Linked DNA regions of Mus musculus: region 2 is linked to region 1. A link is a contact called in public promoter capture Hi-C data. All regions are on one chromosome and are shown on one strand. The core of a region is the stretch at or near the end of the contact, and the rest is flanking DNA. Distances in the headings are between cores, read along the strand shown.

What was found. Capture Hi-C pulls out chosen DNA fragments and counts their contacts.
Region 2: a promoter capture Hi-C map of liver shows a contact between it and region 1, with 2.2 times the contacts expected there. The contact joins the promoter of Diablo here to the promoter of Anapc7 in region 1. A contact is called at or near these places in 1 of 484 Hi-C or Micro-C datasets (B cells) and 2 of 9 other capture datasets (liver and pancreatic islet).

Annotation. Positions count from the first base shown.
Region 1 is chr5:122,420,361-122,424,056 of GRCm38.p6, reverse strand. It overlaps Anapc7 (anaphase promoting complex subunit 7), which reads right to left and starts at 1,613. Exons shown (of 11, transcript NM_019805.4): 1 at 1,379-1,613. The coding sequence starts at 1,479.
Region 2 is chr5:123,522,581-123,526,276 of GRCm38.p6, reverse strand. It overlaps Diablo (diablo, IAP-binding mitochondrial protein), which reads left to right and starts at 2,113. Exons shown (of 6, transcript NM_023232.3): 1 at 2,113-2,206; 2 at 2,896-3,022. The coding sequence starts at 2,157. Mir7647 (microRNA 7647) reads left to right here and starts at 3,582; the gene lies at 3,582-3,640.

The DNA.
Region 1 (3,696 bases), core at 364-2,863:
ATGCCCTCTTCTGGAGTGTCTGAAGACAGTTACAGTGTACTTACATATAATAAATAAAAATAAATAAATAAATAAAATCTTTAAAAAAAAAAAAAAAAAGAAGCTGGTGACCAAATGATGTGTGTGCCTAGTCGGTCCAAAGCACACTAATGAATTGGAGTGGGGGGTAGTGACTGAATTACAGGCCCCTCACAGCCCTTTGGCTGTCTCACTAGACTAGCCTCAGCCACGCCAAATGCAAATGTCTGCACGGAGTAGAAGGCTACTGTAATGTTCTTTGGAAGCACTAGACAGTGGTGGACTGAAATACAAACTATCTCCAATCATAGACAGATCCACTCGCTCCTCTATGTTCTCCAGGGTGTGATCTTGGTCGACCTACTGGACCTCCCTGTAATAAACACATTTCCTTAGCATTTTTTTTTGTTTTGTTTTGTTTTGAGACAAGGTTTCTCTGTGTAGCCCTGGCTGTCCTGGAACTCACTCTGTACACCAGGCTGGCCTCGAACTCAGAAATCCGCCTGCCTCTGCCTCCCAAGTGCTGGGACTAAAGGCATGCGCCACCACTGCCCGGCTCAGGCAGCGGTTCTAAAGTGAAGCCACCGGTGCCAATGCTTGCTCTGAGAGCGCTCGGGCAGGAGGAGAAATTAGAGAAAAGGAATGACTAGGTTGACTTGCGGAGCCACGTCGAAGAGTGAGCAATGATGGGGAAATTTTTAAGCAAGGCCCTTACAGGCAATTCAAGCCTACAACTGTCCCGGGCTTCCTTTGAGACGCAGTAAACCCGGCTAGATAGAACTGTCACTCCATCGGTAGTGTTTTGCCTAGCACGCCTGAAATCCCTGGTTCGATCCCCAAGGTCCACACGCACACTGAGAGCATGGTGGGGGTGTAAAACACCAGTTAACCCCCCCCCCCCAGCTTCTGGGAGGCGTAGGCAGGAGGGTAAGAAGGTCAAGGTCTTCCTTGACTACACACACACACACACACAGCCTGGGGCAGGCTAGCCTGGGCTACAGGAGACCCCTGTTTGTAAACACAACCACACAAAACCAGTCACTCCCCGGCGGCAATGTCGGGCCTTACATTAGACTGCCAGGGTTCCTTTTAAATTAAAAAAAGGCGCCACCGCGCCCGCCACCGATGCTCTCAGTCTCGGAAAGTGGGGTCCCCTCCCTCCGCTGGGGTGGCACCCCCACGGCTGACACTCGGTGGACTGGGTCCCCGGGACTCAGGGGACTTCGTCGTTCTGGAAGGAGCCAGAACTCCGAGGCCACCGAGGCCGGATCCCGCGCAGCCCTCCGCGGGACCACACCGTCCCCCCGCCACCGCCAACCCCGGCTCCCGGGACCGCCACCTCCCCGCCTCTCCAACTCACGGGTTGTTGTTACTCATGGTGAGCAGCAGGCTGCTGAGGAGCCGCACGTTGGAGTGCAGTCCCGCAGCCGCCATGTCCCGCACGTGGTCTATCACACTCATCCTGCCCGGCAACACCGTGGCCCCCGGCGACACCGCGGCACCGGCAGCGGCGGACAGAACTCCCGGGAACCGAGAGCAGAGGCTCGGGGAAAGTTCCAAAATGGAGACGGCGCCGGGGTCCTTCCGGTCCAGACGCGGCTCCGCCCCCCGAAGATGGAGGTAGCCACGGACGTGCCTGAGTAAAAAGAAGCAGCGGCGAAAGGGTTTTCTCCATCATCATCATCTTCAAAGCCATCCCAGTAGGAATCGTAGTTTTGCTGCGCTAAAGACAGCCTGAGAGGAATGGATGCCTCGCGGAGGCTAGTAACAATGCACAGGAGTTCATCCTAAACACAGCGGAGGCGGAAAACGGACAGTTAAAAATTGAATTTTCGAATCAGGCGCGCAAGGGCTGGCTTTCTCCAACTACGGGAGCGTCCTAGGCGAAGGTGGCACGCCCCCCTCTCCTGGCGACTCTTGTCCCTGTCACTGGGAATAGATTCCTTGGTGCAAGGCATGGCTTGCCCGTCCAAGTGACCCGCTAGATCCAAGTGCGAAGAAAAGATAGTTACAGGGATGAGCTGGATCTCTGATCGCCCCACTGTCAACATCTCAAGCCTTTACGAACTCGTTACTGCATTGCATATTCACAAATCGCAATGCTGAAGCCATTTCCATAGAGGGAGAGAGCCGCCTCAGAAATTAAAACTGCATGCTCTTGCAGGGGAATTCGGTTCCTAGCACCTACCTGGTGGCTCACAACAGTCTGAAAGGCCAGCTCCAGGGCATCCGACTCCTTCCTCTGGCGTCTATGGGCACATACATGCATGTGGTGCACAGACATACACACTCAGGCATGCAGATACTCATAAAAATACATTGAAACAAACAAACAAACAAACAACAACAACTTGGATCTGGAGAGATGGCTCAGTGGTTAAGAGCACCGACTGCTATACCAGAGATCCTGAGTTCAATTCTCAGCAACCGCATGGTTGCTCAAAACCACATTTAATGGGATCTGATGCCCTCTTCTGGTGTGTCTGAAGAGAGCAATGGTGTACTCATATTCAATAAATAAATAACAACGTTGGCAGGGGGTGGTTTAATTCTAGCACTTGGGAGTTGGGCCGATCTCTGTGAGTTAAAGATTAGCCTGGTTTATAGGGTGAGTTCCAGGACAGCTAGGGATACGCAGAGAAACCCTGTTTGAAAACGCTTAAAACAAACAAACAAACAAACAAACAAATAAGTACTTTGAATTGTCAGTCCTTCTTTGCCGACAAGGAAACCAAAACTTTCAAATGTTGAAGCTGGGCAGCCTGAGAGTAAAACCACTTATCAGCAAGGCTAGTTTTGTAAATTCAATCCCCTGTGTGGGAGGAGAGACCTGACTCCTTCACGTTGTCCTCTGAGACAGCCGCATGTGCCTCTCACTCGCACAAAATAAATAACTACATGCAATTAAAATGTAAACAACTGAAGCTGTTTGCTTAAATTTGAGATTCAAGGCCATTTTTTAAAAAAGATTTAGTTATTTATTTTATGTATATGAGTATACACTGTAGCTGTCTTCAGACACACCAGAAGATAGCATCAGATACCTTTATAGTTGGTTGTGAGCCACCATGTGGTTGCTGAGAAATGAGTTCCGGACCTTGGAAGAACAGCCAGTGCTCTTAACCACTCAACCATCTCACTAGCCTATGACAAAGACATCTTGACCCCACGTGAGGAGTGGGTGTGGCAGCAGTCCCAAGAAGGTGCCCAGGACTGCAGCTAAGTCTTATGACTTGCACCTGACTTCCTCATACACCTGAAAATAAGCCACAACCTTCATGAGAGCTGCGCAGGTGCACCAGGATACTGGCGAATCCATTTTGGTGGAGACATGCCCCTGCTGCCCTGATTGGCTGAAGCTGCGTGCCTGGTGAGGTGATATGGCCTGCTGTGAGTGGATGGGGACTGAGAGTATATAAGAGTGAGAGGCCCGGGGTTAGAGAGAGAGAGATAAAGTTGGGAGAGAAAAAGATGAAGAGAGAGAGAGGGAGACTGAAGTTTGCTGAATAAACTGCTGTTAGAAGGACTGGTGGTCGTGTCGTTCTTGTTGGTCGAGAGTGGACGTGACAATTGGTGGCCCATTCGGGGAACCGACTCCCCCACCAACGAGTTCAGAACTTTCAGCAGTCAGTGTTTGCCAGCAGGGTAAGTTCACAGTAAGAGAAACTTACTACCCCA
Region 2 (3,696 bases), core at 864-3,363, 1.1 Mb before region 1:
CTCTGGGGGAGCAATTACTACTCCCTGGCTTCTTGAGCTGTGTGTAGATGTCCTGCCCCCGTTTTTGCCCAGACTTCGCCCAGGCAATAATTTGATAATAAGAGATCCTGATTACATTAAGCAGCCATTTGCTTCTGGATGATGATGTTATAAAAGGGTTGCCATCCACACTGCCTGCTTCTCAGAGGTCAATAATAGTCTTTATAATCGAGTACAAGCAGAAGGATGCGCTGTCTATTCCTGGTCACTTTTCCTTTGTTCCATCAGAACGGGAACATGTTCTGTGCTTTCCCAGCTGGCTCCTTCTGGGCCTCACCTTTGTCGTTGAATTTAGAAGTGGCTATACTGGGAAAGTGCCTGGGCACTGAGTTTGCAAACTGCTAAACTTTGTAAATTAGGATCACGTGCTCTGGGGCTATCATCTATGGTTCTCACACACACACATATTCATGTTCACACTTGTCGTTCTTAAAACAGCAGCTTTTCCATTACTAAGATAGTCTTGGTGAATGTGTAGTGGTTCTGCCAGATCCCAGACTTAACTGGGCTGCTCTCAGTATTAGCAGTATTGGAAGTACAGCCTGTCTGTAGTATTTAGACAAGCAAGACAAGAAGGGGCTTGAAATACCCCCTAGTGTACCACTTGTTCAGCCCATTTGAGTCAGAAGTCCTGGAAACTGCTGATGCCTCATCCTGTAGGCTGTGGAGGTAATGCAGGCAGAGGGCGGGCAGGGCTGTTAATGCCCCGCCTGGTCTGGCATTGCCTGTGCGCAGCTCCCTGGGAGCTCAGAAACCACACAGAGATTGTAATTGGTCGCTAGACCACACCTAGTTGTTGAGTGCTCCAGCTGCCTGAAGACCTCTCAGCTCTGCCCAGATCTCTGGAGTGCGTACAAGTCTACTTTCACCATACCTGAGAGCGGCTGTGGAAGCTGTGGAGGTGGAAGAGTCGTGGAAACTTTGCCAAGTAAGTAAATTGGGAAGAGTGGGAAACTAGAGGCTGCCATTGATGGTAACTGCTAGGCAAGGCAGCAATGAATTTGAGCTAGCTTGTGACTCTTAGCATCTGAGGTGAAATTAGCTAAGGGCAGATGCATAAAGCATATCAAGAAAGATATGAGTGAAATCGAGTTAGTACCCATCACTTGACACCCTTCAATTTTAATCCTGACTGGCTATTAGGCAAGCATACTGGGGGCACACACAAGAAAAAATCCTTAAAATCTATCATCGACAAGGCCAGGGGAATGACGGAGGGAATGAGCAATGTCCTGCTGCTTCCCCTCCACTATGAGACAGGGCCATAGACAGGGCTGCGGCTTGAGTGAAGGGAAAATAAAACTGTCTTCCACTAGCCCATTAGCGGCACCAGCTCCATTAAAAATGCAAGAGATGGTGGGAAGAGAGGGCGGTTGGAGCCTAATACAGAGTCAGGACTGGAAAAGACCAGGCTCCTTCCCTTGTCTGAGTTCAAGTGCCAGTGAGAGTGGGGGGCAACTACTGCTTTAGACTTTCAGTGTAGGGGAGAATAGCACTTTGGGCTTCCTTGGCCTTGGAAGAGTACTGTTCATTGCGTGCAGCCTGTGCGTGCTCAGGCTCCCGGTCTCTGCAGGGCGATGCAGACCTCGTCCACCATCCACGTGCTGCAGTTGCTGCGGGAGCTGCTCGCCTTCGTGCTCCTCAGCTACACTGTGCTCATCGGGGCGCTCCTGCTGGCCGGCTGGACCACCTACTTCTTGGTGCTGAAGTGACAGCGCCCCGGCCCCGCCCTGCTCCGCCCCGCCCCACCGCGCCTCGCCGTGGCTCCGAGCTTCCCCTCCCTGGCCACACAGTCTCCCTTTCCAGGAGCGGCCCCGCCTCGCCTCGCCCCCCAGCCCGCTGCCCGCGTCACGGCGCGCGACCCGGCTTCAGCACCCGTGCACTGGAGCCTGCGGGGACCGGCGACGAAGTCGGAGCGGTTGGAAGCCAGGTGCGACCGTTAGAGCGGTTTCCTGGTGTCCCGGCCCCGCCCACTCCGTTTGTCCAATCGCAACCGCGTCCTCCTCTGGGGGCGTGACCATGAAGCTCCGGGCTCCTTGGGCCCCGCCTCGCTTGCGCTTCTGCTTGCTATGCTGCGTCACTTCCGGCGCGTGCGTCCGGCGTCGGTCCGCCGCGGGATGGCGGCTCTGAGAAGTTGGGTGACTCGGAGCGTCTGCTCTCTGTTCAGGTACGGCCGCGGTAGCAGAGGGCGGGCGGCGGCGGAGAGGAACCGGGAGCGCCGTGCCGGCCAGTGCGTCGGCCCCGGGCCGTGGTGCTGCCGCGTCCCGCCTTCTTCTGAAGTTAGAGGCGGGCCCCCGCCTTCGTCCCTCGTCCTCCATCAGGGACGGGCGCCTGAAAGTGGTTCTCCTCCCACGCATCCCGGGGGCTGGCTTTGGGGGGTCCCCAGGGACACTGAGGGACAGCCGGGCCACGGCGTTGGCTGGCAGCGCATTGTTAGAGAGAGCACGGGTCCCCGTAAACTCGGCCACCGGCGACAGCGGCTCGCTCCCGGGATTTGCTGGAGGCGACCATTGGCGACACCTGGAACCCAGGTCCCGGGGTCTAAAGCTGAATCCTGCGCACTCCGGAGAGTTTTACGTTGGCGTCAAGTTGCTAATCGGCTGCGGCGACTTTGAAACTTCTCCGCCTGGCGGGACGCTTCCACGCGCATTGACCTGTCGCTCGTGGAACTCAGATCGCATGCCCCTGACTCCCGAGTGCCGAGACTTAACTGGCCGTCCTGTGGTTTATTTTCTTAGAAGATTGCGGGCACTTCCTCATTTAGTCTCATTTACTGCTTGGTCCAAAACTCCTGCAGACCACAGAGCCTTTTACAGATTGATTTTGGGCTTTTTAAATTTTGACTTATGTTTCCAGGTACAGACAGCGTTTTCCTGTCTTGGCTAACTCTAAGAAACGCTGTTTCTCAGAATTGATAAAACCATGGCACAAAACTGTGTTGACTGGATTTGGCATGACACTGTGTGCGGTTCCTATTGCTCAGGTAAGGGACTGTCATGTGACTATTATATATAGGGTAAAGGGGCCAGGGAAAGAACGCCCGGACCCTGACTTGCCCCAGAGACTATTTCCAAGTCTTAGTGAACTCCTGAGCATTGGACAAGCTGCCACACTTTCATAGGTACCCCCTTCCATGATGCCATGTACTGTACTAAACCCGCATCTTCCGAGTGGAGCACGTTTCCCATTTTCTCATGTTATAGAAACAGTGTTCTTAACAGATTCTGCCCCCACTCCACCACCCCTGAAACTGAGCATCAGTTGAACTGGGAAGTAGACCGTTATTCTTGTACCAAAATCGAAGGGGCTAAATTTTGCACATGTGCTGCTTAACCTTTGAGGGTCCTGAGGTTAAAAATGCATTGTAAAAGAACTGAAGTGGGGAGGGTAGGCAGAAACGGGAGGAATAGCCATGTGTTTCCCAGCAGCCATCAGGCAGCTCTCACCTTGTTGTAACTCCAGTTCCAGAGAATCTGACACTCTCACACAGACACACTTGGAGGCATGCATATAAAACACCATTCATATAAATTAAAAGTATGAACTACCACCTCCTGGCCTTTTTTTTAAAAAGCACCAAAAGTCCAGGAGGTGGTAGTACACACTTTTAATTCCAGCACTTGGGAGGCAGAGGCAGACAGTTCTTTATGAGTTCAA